Linked DNA regions of Sus scrofa: region 1 is linked to region 2. A link is a contact called in public Hi-C data. All regions are on one chromosome and are shown on one strand. Each heading gives the region's core, a stretch centred on a gene start, on an enhancer-like site or on the middle of the called end of the contact. The rest is flanking DNA. Distances are from core to core; before and after follow the strand shown.

Region 1 (6,984 bases), core at 3,111-5,610, 120 kb after region 2:
TCCATTTACAGTGTGACAGAATATTGACTCTATTTCCTGTGTTGTGCAATACATTCTTGAGGCTGCCTTACACCCCAGAGCTTGTACCTCCCACGCCCCCTCTCCCCATGGGTGCCCACTAGGTTATCTGTGACTCTACTTCTTTCTTCAGTATATTCAGTAGTTTGTTGTATTTTTTATTTTTAATTATTGTTTTTTTTCTTTTTAAGGCTGCATGTATGGCATATGGAAATTCCCAGGCTGGGGGTCAAATGCGAACTGCATCCGCTGGCCTACACCACAGCCACAGCAATGCTGGATACTTAACACACTGAGCAAGGCCAGGGATCGAACCCACATCCTCATAGTTACGAGTCAGGTTCCTTACCACAGAGCCACAATGGGAATTCCTGTTGCATTTTTTAGAAAAACCAAACAATTCTTAAATACTGTAGCAGCTTAGAAATCAGATTCAACAGATCAGTTAAGGATTCTTTTGTAAAAACTTTAATATCTTCTCTTCCCTTATTTTAGAACTGACTTGTTTTCTTTTTCTTTTTTCTTTTTTTTTTGTAAAAAGAAAATCCGAATTTTGGCTATGGATGGGTGACAGGTGGAGCTGTACTTGGAGAGGAATGTGGGAGTTGAACCTTCCTGATCGGGCGGTAAGGAGGCTGAGGGGGAAAGGTAAACAGAGGACCTTGAACCCATCCAGGAGGACGGCAGGAGCTGGGGTGCTGAAGGCCATGACCAAGGCTCCGGAGATGGAAACAGTCAGGCGGTTTTGATTTTTTTAATTTTTATTTTTTCCACATTTTTTGTTTATTCATTCATGATCAGATATAGGTTCTGAAAGTCGTTTCCTCCATTTTGTCAATTGTCTCTTCATTTTGTTGATTGCTTCTTATGTGATGCAGAAGCTTTATTGTTTGATGTTGTACCACTTTTTTATTTCGGCTTTTGGTGTTTGTGATTTTGATGTCACAGCCTAAAAATCATTGAAAGCACCAACGTCAAGGACATTTTCTCTCTATTTTATTCTAGGAATTTTACAACGTTAGTAATGTTTAAGCCCTTACGACTTGTGGAGTCAAATTTTTTGAGTCGTGAATGATAGGGCTCCAGTTTTCATCTTTTGAGCTTTCACTTTTGCCAGCACCGTTTTTGAAGGGAATATACTTTCTGAATTGAATATTCTGGCTTTATTGTTAAATACTAATGTACATATATGAGTGGTTTTATTTCCAGCCCTCACTCTTGTTCCTTTGATGCATGTGGCTCATTAGTCAGGCTGTTTTTAGATGATGATGCTGATAAGGAAAAGTTCACAAATACTGCTCTGATCGCTAACAGCCTCAAATGCAAACCTCTCATAGTCTGCCTGGATTATCCCTATGAGGCAGGTGAAGCAAATTTCTGTCAGGCTGGTGCCCAGGGAAAGGAGCCCACTCTCTCTGCATCCCTTAGCCCTGCATGCAGAGGAAACCAATGTTCCCTTGCATACAAGGATCTGCAGTCTCTCTAGTCCCCAAGGTTTAACAAACTTGCTCCCTGTCACACAGTGGAAGCAAGGTAATTGAGCAAGAATATTAGAACTGACATGAGTTCTTTTTTCTTTAGCAAACCAAACCAAGCCAGGGACTCAATAAATATTTATTGAACAAATGAATAAATCAATGCATGGCTCAAGAGTAAAAAGCTTTTCCAGCAATAATTTAAGTGGAAACCTAGAAATCCTGTTGTGCTTTGGTGTTAACCAACTCAGAACAGTTGGCTGTTTCTTGGCAACAGCAGTCTTCACAAGAAAGAGACTGAATGGTGTTTTACATCCTATGCTGGAAAGAGAACAGGAGGTTTGGCAGGAAGTATGCTCAGTTTGAATCCAGTTGAGCAGGTATATAATATTGTATTATGTGTTTTTCTCTAGGCAATAAAAACTACTTTTCTTCTCTGTTTAAAGAGAACATTTGAAGCCAAGGAAATGTAAAAAGCAGCAGCAGCATGGGGTCTATTGTTACTTAGGTTTTTTTTGGTTTTGAAAGAGTGTCTTTCCTTTTCTGGACCTACTTCAGCATTTATACCCTCAGACGGGTGTATTTTAATCTTAGGGGCACAGCTCTTTTTGAAAATGTAATGAAATTGTTATCGATGCTTTCCATAAATGTGCATATACAATTTTGCATGTAATTTCAGGGGATGCATAGCCTCAAGAAGTTTCCACCCAGATTAGGAACCCCTGGGCCAGATGCTCTAAGGTCTTCTAAGTTCTATGACTGGTTCAATTGATTTTTTTTTAATTACTCAATGAATTTATGACATTTATAGTTGTACAATGATCATCACAATCCAATTTTATAGGATTTCCACCCCACATCCCCAGCGCATCCCCCCACCCCCCCAAACTGATTCCTTTGGAAACCATAAGTTTTTCAAAGTCAGTATCTGTTCTGCAAAGAAGTTCATTCTGTCCTTTTTTCAGATTACACATGTCAGTGAAAGCATTTGATGTTGGTGTCTCATTGTCTGACTGATTTCACTTAGCATGATAATTTCTAGGTCCATCCATGTTGCTACAAATGCTGGTATTTCGTTCCTTTTAATGGCTGAGTAATATTCCATTGTGTATTTGGACCACATCTTGATCCACTCCTCTGTCGATGGACATTTAGGTTGTTTCCATGTCTTGGCTCTTGCAAATAGTGCTGCAATGAACATCGGAGTACATGTGTCTTTGCGAGTCATGGTTTTCTCTGGATAGATGCCCAGGAGTGGGACTGCTGGATCAAATGGGACCTAATTAAACTTAAAAGTTTCTGGTTCAACTAATTTCTAACAGGAAAGGAAGGAAGGGAGGGGGGAAGGAAGAAAGGGGGAAAGGAAGGAAGGGTAAGCCTCTTTGAGTTGTTTATGTCGCTTGCACTATGGTTTTTATTCTAGAACTAACTATATTTTTAAAAAATTCCTGGTTGGAACAAAAGACTTTCAAATCACAGTCTTTTCTTAAATGTTACTACTTAAGCAGGTAAAAGTGTGGCCATCTGGTAAGAGACGCAGGAGAGTAATTATCCTGTTATCATGACACATTAAAATTAATTTCAAATGAGTACTAATTCTTATCGAACAACAGTTGAGATTTCGCTGGGGTAATGAGGCAGGGTACTGAGGGATTCCAGAAGAAACAGAATACATAAAGCTCATGATTTTTTTTTTTTTTAATGGGTGCACCCACAGCATATGGGAGTTCTCCCAGGCCACACTGTGGGTCGCAGTTGTGGCAACTCCAGATCTTTCAACCCACTGTGTGGAGCCAGAGATGGAACCCTCACTTCCCCAGCGACCGGTGCTGCTGCAGTCAGATTCCTAACCCACTGTGCCACAGCCAAGAACGCTATGGTTAGCAATTTTTTTGGGGGGGGGGCGGCAATGAAGTAGTTCTTCAAAATTAAAGAATATGCATTTTTTCCAGACATATGGTATTACACACTTAATGGACTACAGTGTGACATAAACATAACTTACATACACTGGGAACATAAAGGATTAGTGTGAACGTCACTGTGGTTCCACACCCACAGTTGCTCCCATGGGTGCCTGTGCTGTAAACAGGGTTTCCAAAAGCCTGAGAACGATTTGAACTTCAGCATTTCAGTGCCTAAGAAGTGCTTACACATGGAGTCGCCAAAATGCGCAGAAGACAAGGCCTTCCTGGCGCTGCAGTGACAAAGCCACCAAAGTAAAATCACTTCTATGTGGCACAGTCCAGTCACTTCGCAGGTGCGAAGCTGTCCTTTCTAACACATCTCTGAATCTCTGTATCTCATGAAAACCTCAAATCTAAATTAGGGCTACCTGTGTTTTTAATAACACTGACTTTGCACTTAAGGTGGGGGAGGTGGTGAAACGGAATATGAGATTTCCTTCTAGAACCGAACCTAGGGTGACTGGCCCTTCCTCTTCGAGCAGTGTCTTTACCCCCCCTCAAGCAAAGGGTCCTCCCCCACCCGCAGGATGCCCCACAGTGGCCGATTTGTCCCCAGAGTTCGAGAAACCAAAAGCAAGCTGGGAGGAAAGGTGCGCAGAGCGAGATTATTTGGCCTGGGCGGGGGCGAGGGAATCGGACCCCTCTGACGACTGCGAGCCCTACCAGTCCTACATGCCCCCCTCCTTGCTCTATTACAGCGAATGTGAACGAAAAAGGTTCATTCCACGACTTCCTGCACCACCGAAAGCCTAACGCCTGTACCTGTGCCACTACACACAGGCGTCGATCCGCCAATTACACTGCAACGCCGGAGCCGCCCCCTCGCCTCCCGCCCAGCCCGGAAGCTGCCCCGCCCCTTCCGTAGACGCCCCGGAAACGAGGACTTTCGCGCAGGATGTCCCGCCCCCTCGCCTCAGAATCGCCTGACACGGGGCTTCCTAGAATATGCCTGCTGATCCTCCGTTTGCTTTCTCCTTGAAATGAGACTCTCGCCATGTGGCGTCCTTTCTTATTCTCCTCTTGGTAATTCCGCGTGATCTTCTAGTCCCGAAATCTCTCCCATGGAGTCAGGCGCCTAAAAGGCAGCCCCGCGGTCTTGACGTAAATTTGAGCGCCGACGCAAGAAGGACCCCCTCTGCCCCTTGCGTCCGCTTGCGTCACTGCCCAGCTGCGCCGAGCCCCGCTCGCTGAGGAGGCACGTGCGCTGCTGAATGGAGGTGGTGGCTGGTTGCTACGAGCAGGTTCTTTTTGGGTTCGCTGTACACCCGGAGCCCGAGACGAGCGGCAGCCACGAGGTGAGAGCCCGCGCGCGGAGGGACCGCAGGCGGTGGGGCGGCCAAGCGTCTGATGTGGTTCCCACGCGGCCGAGGTAAACACAGCACCGCAGGGGAACCGTCAGAACCGCTAGGGATTCATTGGTGAATGCAATTCAGGAGACTTAAAACACGTCTTAGTCTTTTAGAACAGAGAAGGCGTTTCATAAGACGAGATGATGTCTGCGTTTTGTAGTAAACATGACCCGTGCACGAAGGAAACTGGCATTTCTGCAAACGGGCCAATGAGCCATAGATTGTATGAGTTTAAAGGTCGCTCCCCTAAGTTGACAACTAGTTGGGGTGTTCAGGATTTAATGAAAGAACAGCTCTTTGAGTTTTTGTTCTGGGATTTTACCATGTATTTGAACTGGATCTGGATAAACCCCTCATTGATAAAGTGATACCAGTTCACTATTGGGCTCTTACGTGGGGCCATTACTTTCGGTAAAGGTGCAGGGAAGCCAAAGGTATAAATCCTGCACTGGAGAGCTTACCCACATGAGAAAGAGAGATTGAGGGAGGCAAATACGTGGAGAAAAATTAAAACAAAACGTGATGAGTTTTTTTACTAAGCGTGTGAGTTAAAAGGTTAAGTAAATTGGCAGTAGTCAAACAGGACATACCCAGGACTCGATGTAACATCTCCTTACTTTTAGTCTAGTACTCTTTTTTCCCTCTAAGCAATCCTAGATATTTCCTAGAAACCTAATTCGTTGACCTGTTATGTCGTTTTGTTTTTTTTTTTTTGCTTTCTTTTTAGGGCCGCACCCACAGCATATGGAAATTCCCAGGCTAGGAGCTGATTCCGAGCTGCAGCTGCTGCTCTACACCACAGCAATGCGGGATCCAAGCTCCACCTGCAACCTACACTACAGTTCATGGGCAACACTGGATCCTTAACCCACTGAGCAGGGCCAGGGATTGAACCCGGTTCCTCATGGATACTAGTCAGGTTTGTTACTGCTGAGCCACGATGGGAACTTTGACCTGTTAGGTCTTTATGAAGACAAGATGTCAAACTTAAATAACCAGAAAATTGGAAGTATAGGATCTGACTAATTTCTTTTGTTTATTTTGTTTTCTACTCTGGTGATTAAGCTGCCTTTGGCTGAAAGGTGACATGTTTTGGATACTTAAAGATGATGTTACAGATTGTGTTTTTGTAATAATGTTGCTGTGCACGTTCCAAACACAGTACTAGACCTCACAGCAGCCCTCTGAGGCAGATACAGTTATCCCATTTACAGCGGAGGATCCTGAAGTCCAGAGAGGTTAAGTGACCCGCTGGAAGCCACAGAGCTGATAAGTGGCAGACCTGGGACTCAAACCTCCAGGGGTCTCTGACACATGAAGCTCTTAACCTAGTACCGCTGCTAAACCCAGACAACCAGCATTCCTTCTGTAATATGCACAGGCAAAGGTTATTCTTCAATTTACGGCCATAGCAGCCCCTTAGGAATGTTGTGCCTTTACTCAAAAGAGGCCCCCTCAGTCGTTATTAACGGAAGGACTATCTGTTTTTAAGGAATTAATTTGCAGTAACACATCCTTAGTATATTCGAGCAATTTTTTTTTTTTTTTTTTTTTTGGTTTCAACAATACTCCTTCAGGAGTTCCCATCGTGGCTCAGTGGTTAACGAATCCAACTAGGAACCATGAGGTTGCGGGTTCAGTCCCTGGCCTCGCTCAGTGGGTTAAGGATCTGGCGTTATGAGCTGCGGTGTAGGTGGCAGACGCAGCTCGGATCCCGCATTGCTGTGGCTGTGGTGTAGGCTGGCGGCTACAGCTCCGATTGGACCCCTAGCCTGGGAACCTCCATATGCCATGAGTGCAGCCCTAAAAGGACAAAAAGACATAATAATAATACTCCTTCATGCATCTCCTTCAGTTTGTGGTGTGTGCGTGTATATGTATGTGTCTATCGTTCTTTGCACTCAGCCAGTCACATTTATCCAAAAGTCGCATGTCAGCAAGCCCTCAGCCTGTGGAAGTTCCTCGGCCAGAGATCGAACTGGAGCCACAGCAATGGCAATGCTGAGTCCTGAACTGCTAGGCCACCCGGGAATCCAAGCATAGAATTCTGACATCTCATCACTGGTCATCCTCTAGGGCTTATAACGGTACCAATGTGAACATGCTCTCATCCTGTTTGTTTTTCTTTGTAGGGCTTGTCATTATACTTATTTCTGAGTGACGTCATGTTGTATC
Region 2 (6,087 bases), core at 1,156-3,655:
GACTCCCCTGCAGCAAAGCACCAACTTGCAAACGTTCTTTACCCTGTAACTGGAAACTCAGGGAGTTGTCAATTCAGAGAAGAAAAGGCAAATTATTAGAGATACTTCTATGCATGAAATCTCTGCAGGGAAGCAACTGTGCCAAGAATAAGGAGATATAGCCCAAAGAAACAAAGGAAGGGGTGCTGTTATCATCCGGATATATTGGGAGAAAAAGCTGGAAGAATTATTTGACTTGTTTAGACAAGGGTAATTAGGCATTGATGGCTCCGTTTATTCATCCTGAGAGTCAGTTTCATTTGATGCGGACAGTGGCTGCCTAGGGGAGATATTGAAAATAAAGTAAAAATTAGCAAAATTTTCGTCATTTCAGAAAAGATTGCGCTTGTATGAATACTATACGGAAGAAATGATTTGTTCTAAAGAATTCTAGGCAGATACATGAAAGACAGTTATGTAAATAGGTATTTAGGTTGAGTGAATTCATTTGGGGTCATACAGACTAGTCTGCATGCACCTGAATCCTGCTGTAGAATCCGATTCCTAAAACGAGTGAAGACTGGAGATCCCACCATGGCACAACAGGATCAACAGTGTCTCTGCAGCAGCAGGGATGCAGGTTTGATCCCCAGCCCAGCGCAGTGGGTTAAGGAGCTAGCATTGCTGCAGCTGTGGTGTAGGTCACAGCTTCAGCTGGAATTTGATCCCCAGCCTGGGAACTTCATATGCTGTGGTGCAGCCACAAAAGAAAAAAAAATTTTTTTAATTTTAGATAAATAAAACAAGTAAAGAATGACCCTCCCAGTTGTGGCGAATTTCACTGGGTCCTTTCTTTTCTCTCTCTCTCTTTTTTTTTTTTTTTCTGCTGTTTGTTTTTGTTTTGTTTTGTTTTGTTTTGTTTGCTTTTTAGGGCTGCACCTGAGGCATATGGAAGTCTTCAGGCTAGGGGTCGAATCGAAACTGCAGCTGCCGGCCTACACCACACCCATGGCAACTCTGGATCCAAGCCTCATCTGCAACCTAGACCACAGCTCACGGCAACACTGGATCTCCAACCCACTGAGCGAGGCCAGGAATCAAACCTGCATCCTCATGGATACTAGTTGGATTCATTTCTGCGGCGCCATAATGGGAACTCCTCACTGGGTCCTTTCTCAGCATTTCGTTTGCTCCTGAAAAGTACAAAACGAGAGTTGGCAACCATCTCGTCGGTAAATGCATTAGCCTCCACGTGGGGTGGGAAAACAACTGCAACAAATAACAGCTCCAGTCTTGGGTTCTAAGGTAATGGTTGTGAAGACAATGTCCAATGAAAGCAGGATGGGAAACGTTATGCCCTGACCGTAGGTGCAAAATGCAGGATGCACATGTGCATCTCTCCTGTTCCTGGTAAAATCAAATCGTGTATGGCTATGGCCGAGAGGGAAATGAGAGTACAGGACGTGAAAACATTTGCAAACTATCTGTAATATGTTGTTCCTTTATAATTAAGACGTATTGGAATAAAATAGGTACTTTGAATGTCCCCACGTCCACAGATGCAAATACAGATGACCACACATCACAAAATGTACGTCACAAATATAGGACTCTCCCACCAATGTAATCAGGGAACAGAGAAAAGCAAACTATCTCTCTACACTCTGTCAATAAGTATTTGATTGCCTAGTATGTGCAGACAAGTGGTGAGAGCTGGAAAGAGATGAGCCACGTGTGAGCCCAGCAGTAACCGCCCCCCATGTGTCCGCACAGTTTGCCGGTCACCTCTGTGTAAATAATACCAAGTAAAACAAAGCTGATCAGTGTTATTGTAGGCGTGCAATCTAACCAGGGCATGGCCTCAAAGAGGGAGGAGAAAGGAAGAATAAGAAGGTGGCAAAGAAGTGGTAATTGTGTTTTGTCCCCCCTACGGGAGAGTTGTGGGGGAGGGGCTTTTGTTTACCCTTCTCTCACAGCCCCATTCATTGCTGGGCAGGAGATGGACTTTTTTTTTTAAGTTGAAGTATAGCTGATGTATAATGTGGCAGGTGTATAGCAAAGTGATGCAGCGATACATACCTGTGCATTCGCTTTCATATTCTTTTCCATTATGTTTTTTTCGCAGAATATTGACTATGGCTCCCTGTGCTGTGCAGTAGAACTTTCTCGTTTGTCCATCCTATATATCATAGTTTGCACCTGCTGCTCAATGTATATAATACTTTGCACCTGCTACTCAATATATGTAATACTTTGCACCTGCTACTCAATAGATATACTTTGCACCTGCTACTCAGACTCCCAGTCCATCCCTCCCCCAACCCCCTCCTTTGGCAACCACAAGTCTGTTCGCTCTGTGAGTCTGTTTCCGTTTCGTAGATCATATGTTTGATTCCATATGTAAATGATAGCACACAATCTTTCTCTTTCTCTGTCTGACTTACTTCCCTTCGTAGGATCATCTCTAGGTCCCTCCACGTTGCTACAAACCGGCCATGTACTCTTGATAGCTTTTCTCATTTTATTCTCAACCTATGAAGATGGTAGGATTATTCTCATTTATTACAGATAGAGAAACTGCTTTGGAAGGATTTATACATCCGCACCTAAGAGCCTCTCTCCCTAAATTCTAGAACATCCCGAATTGAGATGGCTCGCTCTCCTCACTCTCCAGGCACCAGGCTGGTCCCCCGACATCCTACCTGGGCTTGAGTGAAATAAAGTGGACAGTCACTAACTTCAGCCTTAGCCTCTATGTGGGTGCTAATGGGCTTTTAGGGTTTGGGGTTTTTTTTGGGGGGGTGGCTTTTTTTTTAATTAGCCTTTATTCATAATGATGTAGTAAGTTAGATGGTGAGGTGGGCTTGCTAACGTGCCTTTCTAAGGACCTTCACTTATAGCAGAGAAAGATTAAGTGCTGGAAAGAATCTGGCTCAACAGCCAGTCATATGCTGCGCTTTATAGCACAGGCGGCCAACCCGGGGTGGAGGGGAGGGGCGTGTGTGGAAAAAGACAAGGTTAAGCGATTAATTTTTAAGCACTAAATATTTATTGACAGACTCTCTCTCCAGGCAATGTTCACATGCTTAGAACTGACGCTTTTAACTTGGCAGCGCCGTTTAAGCAAACAAACGCAGTCGGTTGAACGCAATGATTAATAGGAAGTTGGAGAGCTGACACAGGGGCCACTCTTCTGGGCAGGAGAAGAGGCTGGGGTTAAAGTCTCAGAGCAGTGACTTGCAGAATGGTGGCTTCACCCCTTGGCGATTTTCCTGAGGGGAACAGCAGACCTGTTGGAGTCAGAAGCTCCCGGAGGCAACGTGTTTTTGTGTAGAAACAGGTGGCAGGTTAGAGGCGGGACGGAGCAAAGCAAATCCAGAAGAGTGGCTTCAGAAACGTGGTGTCAAAGCAAAGTGGAAATGCAACTCGGCGGCCAATGAAGAAGGAAGGAAGACAGAAGGAGGACGGCCACGGTCCCCTGGAAGTCACGGAGCAGCCGATCAGAAGGGCATCTGCCAAGACCACGGCCGTGGATGCTGGAGAAAATGTAAGTTAAATATATCCACGGGCTGAGCGGATCTCCAGAGGGTTTGTTTACTCATTTCCTGGTTTGGAAGGATGGGCTCTTGGAAGCACGGTCTTTTTTGTGTATCTCTTGTCACCGTCCTGATTTGCGTATTCATTTACAATAACAAGTTGTGGCCGAGAAAAAATGTCTTTCGAGCATCCTTGGCCAATGCATCACTGTTGGCAGAAGCCTGTCAGCAGATTTTTAAGGGGAAGGTTTTTTACACAACAGAGAATGCCCTGAAAATGACCCTCCATGAAACGACCTGTTACAAGTACATGGCTCAAAGTCACTACATCACAGAAACACTCTCGGAAGAAGAGGCCGGCTTCCCTTTGGCGTATGTGATGACCATCCACAAAGACTTTGGCACCTTTGAGAGGCTCTTCAGGGCGGTTTATATGCCCCAAAATGTCTACTGTGTCCACGTGGATGCGAAAGCCACCACTGAATTCAAAGATGCAGTGGAGCACCTCCTGAGCTGCTTCCCGAATGCCTTCCTGGCTTCCAAGACGGAGCCCGTGGTCTACGGCGGGATTTCCAGGCTCCAGGCGGACCTCAACTGCATCAAGGATCTGGCGGCCTCGGCGGTCCCGTGGAAATACGCCATCAACACCTGCGGGCAGGACTTCCCCCTGAAAACCAACAGGGAGATCGTTCAGTATCTGAAGGGATTTAAAGGGAAAAACATCACCCCGGGGGTGCTGCCCCCCGCTCACGCCATTGGACGGACGAGATACGTCCACCGGGAGCACCTGGGCGAAAAAAATTCCTTCGTGATTAAAACAACGAAATTGAAAACCCCACCGCCTCACAACATGACCATTTATTTTGGCACTGCCTACGTGGCCCTCACGAGGAACTTCGCCAACTTTGTGCTCCAAGACCAGCAGGCGATTGACTTGCTGTCCTGGTCCAGGGACACCTACAGTCCTGACGAACACTTCTGGGTGACACTCAATAGGATTCCAGGTATGGCTGTCTCTCTATTTTGGTTTTTATGAATGAATCAACATTGCGCGGCCTATACGGAAGAAACTGCTGAGAACTCGTTTAAAATGAATATTGTAGGGAGTTCCCGCTGTGGCACAGCAGAAATGGATCTGACGAGCATCCATGAGGCGGCAGGTTCGATCCCTGGCTTCGCTCAGTGGGTTAAGGATCCAGCGTTGCTGTGAGCTGTGGTGTAGGTCAGTCTCGGCTCAGATCCCGTGTTGCTGTGGCTGTGGTGTAGGCCAGCAGCTGTAGCTCCGATTGGACCCCTAGCCTGGGAACCTCCATATGCCGCAGGTGCGGCCCTAAAAAGAAAAAAAAAAATGTAACGTTTTAAAGATCTTTACAGTTTCAAATGTTCATTTAAAAAAAAAAAAACTTTATAGGAATTCTAGTTGTGGCTCAGCAGTAACAAACCCAGCCAGCATCCATGAGGACGCAGGCTCAATCCCTGGCTCGCTCAGCAGGTTAAGTATCTGGCGTGGCTGTGGCTGTGGTGTCGGCCGGCAGCTGCATCTCGGATTCGAACCCTAGCCTGGGAATGTTCATATGCTAAATATGCAGCCCTTAAACCATTTTTACAGTAACTCTATTCACAAGGTGGGCGATATAGCTCAGCTTCATTTTACTGATGAGGAAACGGAGGTGCGGCGGTTAGCAGGGCCAAAGTAGAGACTGACTGTGTGGTTTGATTTTGCTGATACACCAAGCTGTCTTTCTGAGCCCATAGACGCACTTCGAGTACGTGCTGTAGTCTTGAGACATGGCGAGGCACTGAGGGAACACTGGCTGTGCAAAGGGAAAATTAAACCCAGTTCTCCTTTCAATGGGATGGCGTTTAAAATCAGGAATAGGAGGCCATGGTGCGGTGGGTAAATGGGTAAAGAATGTGACCGTAGCAGCTCGGATCACTGCAGAGGCTGTGGGTTCGATCCGCATCCCTTCGGCATAGGTTGCAGCTATGACTCAGATTTGATCCCTGGCCCAGGAACTTCCATATGCCGCCGTGTGGCCATGAAATAAAAATAAAATAAAATAAAATCAGGAATAAATAATATAAATTAAATTTGAGAGGCCATTTGCACATGTGTAATGATACTTTTGCTTCTGTGAAACTCCCATAGCTAAATTCACATGCTTTCAAAAGGAGAGCAGGATACGACATTCAACTTTCAAATTTCCTTTGACGGTTCTTTCCGGGAATTGAATCTGAAATTTAGAGCATCTTAAAGACTCCTAGACCTTTATTTTATAGACAATGAAACTTCAGTGTGTTTGCGTGCCATGCGCCAATTACCCAGCTAGGGAGCGAACATGCCAATGATAAACCAGGTTGCCTAAGCTTGATGTTCTTTTAAGTTGATTTTCAATTAGGTCTCAGTTGTTCCCTGATGAACTCCACCTCTCAAATGACTTGAATGACCCCGCGTTGTTTATAGGGAACCAGTTCGCTTCTGCTAGTTCAATTCGAAATAAAAATCCAGATTCACAGTTCAAAGGAAAAGTAAGTTGGACCCACACGGGCGTCGGGGTCATGGTTTCTTGAG

What was found. A called contact is a pair of places that touch in the nucleus more often than the background predicts.
Region 1: a Hi-C map of liver shows a contact between it and region 2, with 3 times the contacts expected there. The contact joins the promoter of PAK1IP1 here to the promoter of LOC110255306 in region 2. A contact is called at or near these places in 2 of 5 promoter capture datasets (fetal liver and liver), 3 of 47 Hi-C or Micro-C datasets (liver and retroperitoneal adipose tissue) and 1 of 2 datasets of contacts at active chromatin or transcription factors (alveolar macrophages).

Annotation. Positions count from the first base shown.
Region 1 is chr7:7,440,159-7,447,142 of Sscrofa11.1, forward strand. It overlaps PAK1IP1 (p21-activated protein kinase-interacting protein 1), which reads left to right and starts at 4,361. Exons shown (of 11, transcript XM_001926200.4): 1 at 4,361-4,755. The coding sequence starts at 4,672.
Region 2 is chr7:7,325,242-7,331,328 of Sscrofa11.1, forward strand. It overlaps LOC110255306 (N-acetyllactosaminide beta-1,6-N-acetylglucosaminyl-transferase-like), which reads left to right and starts at 2,406. Exons shown (of 1, transcript XM_021100001.1): 1 at 2,406-4,551. The coding sequence starts at 3,598. The coding sequence ends at 4,551. It also overlaps the pseudogene LOC110261698.